Regions from separate parts of the Bicyclus anynana genome. Here region 2 is linked to region 1. Evidence: chromatin contacts called from public Hi-C data. All regions are on one chromosome and are shown on one strand. Each heading gives the region's core, a stretch centred on a gene start, on an enhancer-like site or on the middle of the called end of the contact. The rest is flanking DNA. Distances are from core to core; before and after follow the strand shown.

The links. A called contact is a pair of places that touch in the nucleus more often than the background predicts.
Region 2: a Hi-C map of whole body shows a contact between it and region 1, with 3 times the contacts expected there. The contact joins the enhancer-like site here to the promoter of LOC112047325 in region 1. A contact is called at or near these places in 2 of 2 Hi-C or Micro-C datasets (whole body and whole larva).

Annotation. Positions count from the first base shown.
Region 1 is chr7:1,297,022-1,302,474 of ilBicAnyn1.1, reverse strand. LOC112047325 (elongation of very long chain fatty acids protein 6) reads right to left here and starts at 2,683. Exons shown (of 4, transcript XM_024084412.2): 1 at 2,058-2,683. The coding sequence starts at 2,248. It overlaps LOC112047340 (vitamin K-dependent gamma-carboxylase), which reads right to left. Exons shown (of 9, transcript XM_024084437.2): 8 at 4,550-5,024; 9 at 3,254-3,812. The coding sequence ends at 3,430.
Region 2 is chr7:1,363,991-1,369,443 of ilBicAnyn1.1, reverse strand. It overlaps LOC112047325 (elongation of very long chain fatty acids protein 6), which reads right to left. Exons shown (of 4, transcript XM_024084412.2): 3 at 4,327-4,548; 4 at 3,017-3,572. The coding sequence ends at 3,200. Among protein-coding and RNA genes, the nearest start is that of LOC128198213, 6.0 kb to the right of the region's middle. Within about 2 kb of position 3,388, at least 7 of the 8 cell types and tissues checked have open chromatin away from gene starts, as enhancers often do.

The sequences.
Region 1 (5,453 bases), core at 1,434-3,933:
GACTATAGTATGCGCATTATCATCTGAGTCGTCCGGTCATAAAAGTCAAAAAAGATAGGAATGTGCAGCGCGCCTACCTGCGCACCCTAATTATCGATAAACGGCTACCTGCGCACGTGCTAATGATGAGTCAATAATGATTTGGACGATTCTGATTGGTCGGTTTCTAATGTAATTGCATTGCGTATTTTTTTTGCTATAAATGTGTTTACTGCAATTAAATAAATACATTCATGTGTTACTCGTTGCGCACTATGGATACTAATATATAATAAATTTGGCAGAAGATGAAGATTCTGATGATGAAGACTCAGATGAAGATTAATTTTATTTAGTTAATAATTATATAATATGAAATATGTATTATATTAAATCAAATATTGTTAATTTTTTTAATTTTGTGAACAAGATACGATAATAAACTTTACTTATCGATAATATGTCTTTCATTGTTACACCCTTCACTAGACGGCTCCATAAGACCCATAAGTGCAAGCGAGATAGATATAGAGAAATGATTTATGGCCCTAAGACTCAGTTGTTAATGCTATTAGTATAGTAGCAAATGAACTACTTAATTTATTTAATTTCGTCATCAGTCAGAGAATAAAGGTCACTTTTATTTTTATTTTCATATAGCTGTGACTCAGGGTTTTACCTGAATTTCTAAGTAGCCAATATGCTATACCAGTGGAGCTAACATGTGACCGAAGACATCTTGTGAAGAGAAAATTTTAACCAACGGCAGCATAGTAGTCCCAGTCCTATCTCTTTCATTCCAAGGCAATGATAGAGCTACTGATGATGATGATTTCCAGTAGTGCCATAATTGGTTGATTTTTCTCTATTTCTATACAAGAGATTATCATTGGTTGCATGTTAGCACTATAGATTATAATCTATATCTATGCCAAATTTTACCCAGATTCAGTGAGCTGTGATTGAGTAACACACATGAAATAGCTGCTAGGTTTTGGATATTTATTTATCTTTTATATTTGATTCTAAGTTTAATTTTTTTGGTATCTTATAAAAAAGAATATTTAAATTTTCTACTATACAGGCACATAAATTATTTAAAACAGAATTTAAATGGGTGAAACAACAGTGCACGCTAGATTATAATATTTATTAGTCATTGAGGAGTCAGTGTAAACCAGGCATCATTATTTTTTTTTTTTTTAAAAACTAGTTTATTATATTCCTCACAAAAAGCTTACCTAAAATTGTTAAAATAACATAATATATGTTACATTACATTGATGTTTGTAATATGGCAAAGTCTTAGCTGAATCTTGATAGTGAGATGACTTTAAACAACAAAGCTTTCTAATGATTTTAATATCAACATTAAATATTGTGGTATGTACCCGTTTAAATAATATTTGTAAAGCTTTCTAAATTCACATAGTTATAATCTCAATAGAAATATTTCTCTCAAATTATAATTGTTTAAAAGCAGTCTTTACCTAAATCTTTATTTAAACTAAAACTATCTTATATACTTGTAAAAATAATTCTACTATAAGGAAAACTATTAAAAAATCAATGAACTTATGTTCCAATTATAGTTTTTCACCAACTGCTGCTTTGAATTTGATACAAAAATTATAATATTTAAAATTTTAGGTATATGAGCCAGTGGAAGTCTGTCCAATTTGAACATATTTTAAATATCCTGTTAAAGCTATTTGAATATTGTATGTATAATGTATATTATGTGTATGTTATATGTTAGCAATAAAATCTTGTTTAAATACTTTAAATATAATTATGCTGTACTTATTACTGGATCTTAAGTTTCAAAATGACCTATTCTTCTTATGGCTTCTTAGGGGTTTTAAAAGTTCACTTTACCAAATTAGATTAAGTAAATTATTTAGTAAGTTTTAATGAATACAGACAACTTTTTTATAAGTTTTTAAACTGGGTCGTGGTGTAAGTATAAGTTGTGGTGTTTAGACATATTATGAAACAAAATCTTTAGACTATTAAAGTATAAGTATATAAGTTATTGGAAATTAAGTATATTTTTACTATATTATCTAAGGCCATACCTGGGTCGGTTCTGCATGTAGTATTGTCCTCCGAAAATGAATGCCATGTACACTCCCACATAGTAGAACGCAACAGTCCAATTCTCCTTCATCCATTTCCTAGAGTTTTGATGAATAAACTCGCTCTCAAATTCGAAAATGTACGAATAGTTAATCGGCGCTACGTCGAGGTTATAACTCATCGACTCCATCGTTCAGTCCCGAAATCGAAATAATCACAGAAAACAAGCACAGTCTATCGTCTAAATTTAGTGTAACGCTGCACTGATATCACCGGTAACGTATTAACCTATAAACTTTCAACAGGATACATAAAGTATTATATCACAGACGGCGGACATGAGAGGCGTACTGCCGATGAGACACTTTTCCAGTTATGGACGCGGAATGGTAAAACGTTGATTATATATTCGCACTTCGCGACGAGGCGACGCCCGACTCCGTGCCTCGAACTCGTGTTCACGTCCGTCAGAGCAACGAGCAGTGAGACGAAACGATGAATGAATTGAACATCGCTACGCGGTCTATGAACAGCTAAAACCGTGCTCCGGCCGGAGATTACCACCACTTTTTATCAGACTTTTACCACTCCGCAATCCTCCAGGCGCTGGCCGCGCCATACAGTGTCAATTTTGTAAATCAATTTGACATTGACTTGATTTACAATTGACATTGACAAAATATATGCGGAAGTTGCCAGATAACAATTTTCTAATGCTATTTTTTATCTCATTTTGACTCAAGGTTTTGGAGAAATTATTTTGCTGCGTAATTTGCGTAAATTCTAATACAATATTAGTCCAGTAATTTTAGGCATTTTAAACTCCAATCTGGGGAAAAATTCCTACTGAACTGAATTTTTGAAAATCGACATGGATAACGTGGTGGCCACATTGTTGCTCGGAGGTCAATACAGGTAATTATAAAAATTGTTCCTCATAAAAATGTCTATAAAAAATGTATCTAGCAGTTTTTCTGTAAAATTAACCGTTTTCGGATTAAAGCGCTTTTATTTTGATGATGATGTAGGAACCGCGATGAATTCAGGTAATTAGGCTCTTCGAAGGTAGCAGCTTTCAACAGTATAAAGACCAATTATAAAGCGTACTTTTTCAACATTTTCCTCGGCATAAAATAAAAAAAATCTCTTACAACTAAATTGTTTCAAACCATTTTAAAAGAAACAAAAGGCCAGAATAAATAGATTTATTTCTAAATATTATAATAATTATATGCTTAAAATTATTTTAAGCTTAACGGAACGTAAAGTAACGTACGTTAAGATTTGACTAGATATTATTTAAAATATTCCCTTAGTATTTAAGTTGATAGCAATGAGATTAAATAGCTTTATAGTAGGTAATAAAACAAATTAAGTACAAAATTTTAAATGAAAAAATATTTGAAATAAATTCGTACCAACTATTTTTGCAAACTGAAGCATATTCCTCAGACGTCTGAGCAATTCTTGACCAATCGGCAGCATCTCTTTCTGGGTTGTTGTGGACGATGTTTCAATATCTATCAAAGAATTATTAGTCACTGTGTACATATAAAAAGCCGGGGTTTCCCCTATATTAATGATCTTGTGAAATGTTCCCGGAACTAGTTCGATATGATGTCCTTTTGTGAGACCAATCGATTGAGCGTTCTTATAATATGTGGTCAACTCAGGCTGATAAGCCACCGTACCGTTCAATACTGTCAATGTGATGTTGGTCAATTCTGGCGGTAGATACTTTTGTTGTTCGTAACCTGAGAAAAGATGAAAATGGTCACTCGGAATGATAGAATAATATTCGCAAATTCTGTTTTAAAAATGAAAACAAATAGGCCTCATCATCAGGAAAAACTTTTTTATGCACACTTGACTTGGGGAATAAGCTGGTGAATGCATTACGAAAAGTGTGATCGGATGAGGCGTGATAAGTATATAGCACACTCATAACTATTTGACAAAATTTTTAATAAGACTTAGAATAGATACAAACTCTAAAACTCCTTATAGGCAACCTAAGCCCATACTTGTCTTACCACATGGGCGAAGACTCACCGACGCCTATTAGAAATTGTTACTACTTCAAGCTATTTACAGAAACGAGGGAAGTGGTAAAAGACCGTGATAAAAAAATCTACCAAGATGAGCTATTAAGACGTAGGTACTCGTCATTACTATTAAAAGTACATTATAATACATACATATAAGTAAAAATGAAATGTCTCTCTGTGATCTGAAATTAACTATGTTTTCTCAAGTGCTTATAATTATTGACACGATAGAAAAACACAAACAAGCGTTTAAAAAAAATCATATTACTGTCTATCTTTTTGTTTATTCGGGCTAATCTAGAACGGCTGAACTGATTTTAACAACACTTTCAGTGGGATATTATTGAACAGCATGTACCTAGGCTACTTTTTATTCTGAAAAATTCATGGCTACCGATTACTGCGGGTTTTGTAAAAAAAAAATTGTCTCTGTATCACATTACCTGGAAATTCAGCAACAAACACTACATCGCTGTAGTTATTCCACGAGTGCACCTCCTCCTCTATATCATGCAGCACAGATCTCCAGTTCAACGCTTCATCCAGCAACGGCATGAGATACGAAACCGGTTGGAACGGCGACCAGGTTGCTTCCAACAAATCCACTTTGCAATCAAACATCCGCTGTGTGAATCTCTCATTCATGGAGCACCACACGTCGACATAAATTGATATATTTAAATTATAATCGCCATCCCCAAGCTGTCCAACTCTCTGTTTCAAACATCGAGCATATTGGTGAACCATGTCACCGTGTCTCGTCCATCTGTCATTAAGCGTAAAAATTGTGGGATCAATATAGAACTCTTCCTGGTTCGTATTGTCCACTACCTTGACAATTACCGACTCAAGGTTCCACGTGTGAACCATCATATCCCACGAGTAACCATATAACCCTTTCGTCCAGTTATTGTAACCCTGTAAAGTTAAGCAGTGTTAACATTTTTCCATAACTTGTGGAGCAGAACGTGCTTGATGAAGATTAATAAAAAATTTCTTGAGTTAGTTTTTATATTAATTTATACCTAAGTAGGTGTTACTCGTATGTATATAAATATAAATTGTGTATATATTGTCGATAAGCAATCTTTGCGATACACGTTTTCATCAAGGGAGTTAAGATAGTACGCATATTTTTGACCGTTTTTTTACCCCTAGTTTTATAGTTTGTTTTCCGTGACTGCTGAAAAAAGTTGACCTAAAAAGCACTTGTTGACTAGACATCAGTCGTATAAAATTGATATTTATACTATAAATCTAGACTTTCGGGGTTGCCAGATCATAAAACGCGTTAACGGCTCTGTCTAGAATAAAACAACAGGCGAATGAGGCGAATATATACTTAAA
Region 2 (5,453 bases), core at 2,139-4,638, 66 kb before region 1:
CAGGGTGGTAATAACTTCTCTATTTTCGAAAAAAAATCGATTTGGTTTTGATGGTAATAGTAAGATGTACAGTCGCGTTTGTGTGTGCCACTAAGAGTCAACAAAGCAGAAAAGTGTTTATAATTTTTTTTCTGTCTGTACGTTGCTAAGCAACGGTTTGTTAATAATGATGATTTATAAACATGTCTCTGTTTTGCTGACGCTCCTTCAGTTCACAGACAATCACACCTGTATTTCTACAACCAATCCGTATTATGAAAAAGTTGTATAACTATACCCGTATAAACTAAAACTATGTCTCACAGTACATTTTATCGCACATATTATGTTTACGGTGTAAATTTACATAATGTCTAGATAGTAGAACTAAATCAAATTTCAGAGATTTATCTGTATCTCTGTATATCAATGCGCATAGAATTAGGAGTAAAAGCTCGGCGCTGATAGCATTACCATATCATACGATCCGGTAAATATTAAATACATAATATATTGAAATTGTAAATGTCTGAAATGACAAAATATTTTAAAATGGGATTTTTATTTTTTTACTGTGAAATCTCAAGCAAAGGTTTCTATAACCATACAAATAACCCTCTATGAGTTACTATCTATATCCAATGTTATTTACCAATGAATTTCGGTTTTCTCTACGCAACTGTTATAATTGACATTGTCTTCAAAGACATCAAAATCCAAACATCCTGTACCGCGCAAGAATTTGACTATAGTACTATATTATAGAAACCTTTGGTGTAATTCATCTCCATTAATGTCCCTCAGTTAGGGCAGCTCCTCCCTCATAAGGATCTAGAGCACGCACCCACCACGCTGCAATGCCGTTGTATCGGATCGTATGATACGGCGACGCGGCAAGGGCGAGTCGTCACGAAGCAAAGTAAGCCCATGGACATACCAGCGAAAACGACCTAGCATGGAATGTTAGTGACGATCACCCTTGTAAAGCCATCGCACCGATTGTCAAACAATATCCGATTTTTTCCAAACTACCCTACAATTTATTATTTATAATTATTGTGATCACAAGAATATTATAATAGGCTGTCTAAATTAAGTTATTGTTTTATGATTATTTTAATTATTAATTTTTAATTTAATTGTTATTATATATTTGCGTGCCAGTGGTGATTCGGCGTTGTCTATTAGCGCAACTTAAAATAAGTCGGTGTATACTCTCATAAAATATTTTTTTGGAGTTTATATGAAAAAATTAAAGATATTTTGAAAAATTTTAATAGCGTAACGGCTTAATTCAAGATTGAAACGAATGTAAACCGAATATAAATAAGCTCATATGTAAGAACCCCATATGGGTTCGACAAGTTAGTTGGACAAGCAGTAATTATACGTTAGTGCAACCGATTTCCTACTTATATTATGTAAAAAAAAAAGAAATTGTGTACGACTACAGACACCATAAATGATTCAAGAACTAATCTAAATTAAATTCGGCACATAAACCTATAGAATTTTCGATGTTCACGTAATTCATAAACATTATGTAAAAATATCGTAAAATTTAAAACATACGATATAGATAAGTCTAGAATAATAATAATAATAATAATAATAATTAATTTGTTATTAAGTAATATAAATAGTTAATTAAAATGACTGTGCAACATTGATTGCAAAGTGCTAACGCAGATTACTTGACCCGGGACCGGGGCGCAAAACTTATGACCAAGATGTGTCAGGTGACACTAGGATCACGACCTTTTATCAATCAAGACATTAAGGGGATTTAAATCGAGAAGATACAAACTTAACCATGAACGTTTAACGTATGAACCAAATATTTTAAAATAAATACCATAAAATTTCAGTTTCAGAAGAATAAAGTTATCTATAACTTAGTTGAGTTCTTCAGTTTCAAGAGTCTAAGACATACGCCACGGAATATTTCGGGAAAAAAAAGGCCATAGTCTATTATAATATTGTCCATATAATATATCGATATTTTTAATTCGCCACTATTGGTCGATTTTATTCTCACGACATATGTCTTAGCCAATGGAACATACGCAGCATACAGTGCAAGCGTTTATTTCTACAAGTTTTCGCGTCACTGCGCCTGCGTCAATGAGGTTAACGCTTAGACATATAGATTATGATCACGCGATGTTATAATGTTGATTATTTACTAATATTATTTATCATTGATGTTAATAATAATTTATTATTAAATTAATAAATAATAATAATCATCGCATCATCATGACTGCACGATTTTAATTATTTTATTACTCATTACCATAAAAAGGTATATTTAGATGGAAAGGTATATTTAATGTATTGAATAAGCAGGCGTTATTTTGCAATTTTCCACAAAAAGCTCTGCTTTATCTAAAAAAAACTACCAAAAACGGACCGGAAACAGCCTAAACATTAAAAAATACTAGACATTCACACATATCAACATATGATTCGCATACTGGCTTAATTAATTCAAAAAGATCGTTGATTAAAGTTAACAATGCGATTAATCAATCGTTTAAACGCACCGCTAATTTAAAAAAACACGATGAAAACAAAGACGGTAAACGCAATCTACGTCATCGATCAGTTTAACGTTCACATGAACAAGTAATGCGCGAAGATAGAAAAACAACTCACGTCACGCACTGGCAATCTGCAAAAACACCCAATAACAATAAAAAAACACGATCCACTAGCCATTAACACTTTTTTTGCAACTCAATTAGCAGCCTATTATAACACAATTTGCTTATAATTCAACCTATAATTGACTATACGTCTTCATGTCCGTTTAACACAACTATACTTAGCTATGATTTATAGGACAAGTACTTGTGATGACCAGATAAAAGCTAATATTGTCAAACCATGCTCTTACTGTAAGTAAGTAATGTAAGCAACAATGGAATCTGGATTTGGAGAAAACAAGTTAATTTGTTTACGTTTTCGACCTCGGCATTATATGAGAAATCCCCAGTCACTAGTACTATCACAGAGTCTCGAAAAACACCGTTAAAAATTATACTTTTAAGGTTGGCTTACAGCGAAGGGTTGCCACCAAGCTTAGTGTCTGGTCATCACAGATTCTCGCCCACTAACAGGAGAGTAACGTTTTTCGGACGTTTAAAAAAAATCGGACAAGTGTTCGTTCGGCAAACGCTTAATCTGTACAAATTCTAATGATATCACAATGTACCGACTAGTGCACAACACCGTTCCTCTGTCTCAAGTTACCGTTGACTATATAATCTAAACTCTTCGTCTGTCCAACGACCGGCGGTTCCGGTTTGTCTTTCCTCTCCTTCTTGCCCGGCTTAGGCGAGAGGTACGCTTTGTAGAAGAACTGCGCGAACAGTATGAAGTAGGAGAAATACATGGCCATAGACAACTTGATGTTGATCTCACTGATGCCGCAGGAGTGCCGCGGGGCCGTGGTCATGAAGTTGTGCGCCCATATGTTGACGAAGAAGCCCACGATCATTTGCGTCAGCTGGAGCACCGTGATGGTCATGGCGAACATTTTCGGCGGATACTTGCCCATGCTCACTAACGCGTAGTACGTGTACATCACACTGAAAAACGAAAATACGTATATTATATAACATTTCATATTGAAGGAAGGAAAGAAGTTTCTTATTTGTAAACTTGTAATTATTATAAGTATGAGTAGACGACCTTCAGTAATTAAGACAACGACGTTACGCGAAAGTAGGAGATTATTATAATACAAGTTCAGAGAGACAAGTAAGATTTGGGGATAACTGATGAGATGATGGCGAATGTTTGCGGTTATATCGCCGAATGTTATGCTGAAAAGAGGTGTAAAGCGCGTAGTGCCCGAGTTGGCTACAGTGGACATTCGCTGGCGTATTTCGTGATTGTTTGCGCCTCTTCCAACCCACATTTCTGCTGTACTGATTTTATCCTACTTCTAAGAAATTTTTAGTAAATCCGGAGTTAGGATGTTCATGGCAAAAACCACTCTCGTACCTCGAAAAGCACTTTAAATCGTTGGTCCCGGTCATTTTCATTAACGTCTGGTGATGATCTATAAAAAGGTACAACATTGTCAAATCAAAATTCATTTATTTCAATTGAGCTTAGTTTATAAGTATTTTTGAAACGTCAACTTATGTCATGGTGATATTTAAAGTCGAAAACTTTAAATTAAAGCTTCGATTCTCTCAATTGAATGTCATCCTCAGCTCGCCAACCCGTATTGGATCAACATGGTTAGTCTTAATTCGATACCCACTCTCCTACAAAGGAAGGAGGACTGACTCTGTTGATATTCATGCAACTATTCGTATAAAGGTCACAACTCACCTGTGCACACAGTAGTTCATGACGACGAACCAGCGCGCCGAGGACGTGAACTCGGTGAAGGAGAACCACGTGTACAGCAGCACCGTGATGTGGTGGTACCAGTGCAGGAAGATGAGCGGCTTCTTGCGCAGCACGATGAACACCGTGTCGCCCAGCTCGGGCAGCTTGGACAGCACGAACATCCACGTCCAGAAGCCCGACACTTTGTCGTGCTCGATGAAACTGAAATCGGGAGAACACATTGGATTACTGACAATGATAGCTCTAGTCACGTTCTTATGGTTCTTTAAAGGAGACGTTATTAGGTCCCCGTATTTATCACTATGTACTCGTATATGTCGGTGATAATATTCTCTTTGATCTCTGCCACAAAAGGAGACTTTAATATTTTTCCGTTATATCTATTAGTATCTATGTATGTCTGTGACATTGCATCAAATGGACGCGATTTTTTAAAAGTTTGGTGTAGCCAGTTCGAAGATTGAGATTAAAGATTTAGAATTTTTCCATCAGATATGGCACGATATAGGGATTTTTTAACACAAAAATCGTATCTAGCGAAAATATCTCTATCTGTTAAAGCCGAACTAAAAGTTAATATTTTCATTGTTTGTTGACAAACCACTTTTCCCTGTGACATCGATCTAGACCTAGATCTTCCTCACATTCATGGTCAACAAGATGCATATGGTATTGTATAATCGCTTTATCACTAGTTATAGAGATTTCTGCAATCAATGAAGATACCGCCAGAGAATAGATGGAATCTTATTCTATTATCATTATAATCGTGTATAATAAGTAGGCAACCGTGAGTTCAAATTATACATATAGAGATACTAGCGGATGCCCGCGACTTCGTCCGCGTGAAACTCGATGTAAACTTTCAACTACCGCTACCCTACCCCTACCCTACCCCTACCCTACCCCTACCCTACCCCTACCCTACCTCTACCCTACCCCTACCTAGGGGTTGATCGTAGAGGGGTGAAAAATTGAAAGTATTATGAGATTTTTTATTGTAAGTCATCAAAAAATAAAAAAAAATTTTACCAAAAAAAATTATAGTTTTTAATTAACAAATAAAATATAAGGGTTGATCGTAGAGGGGTGAAAATTTAGGGTTG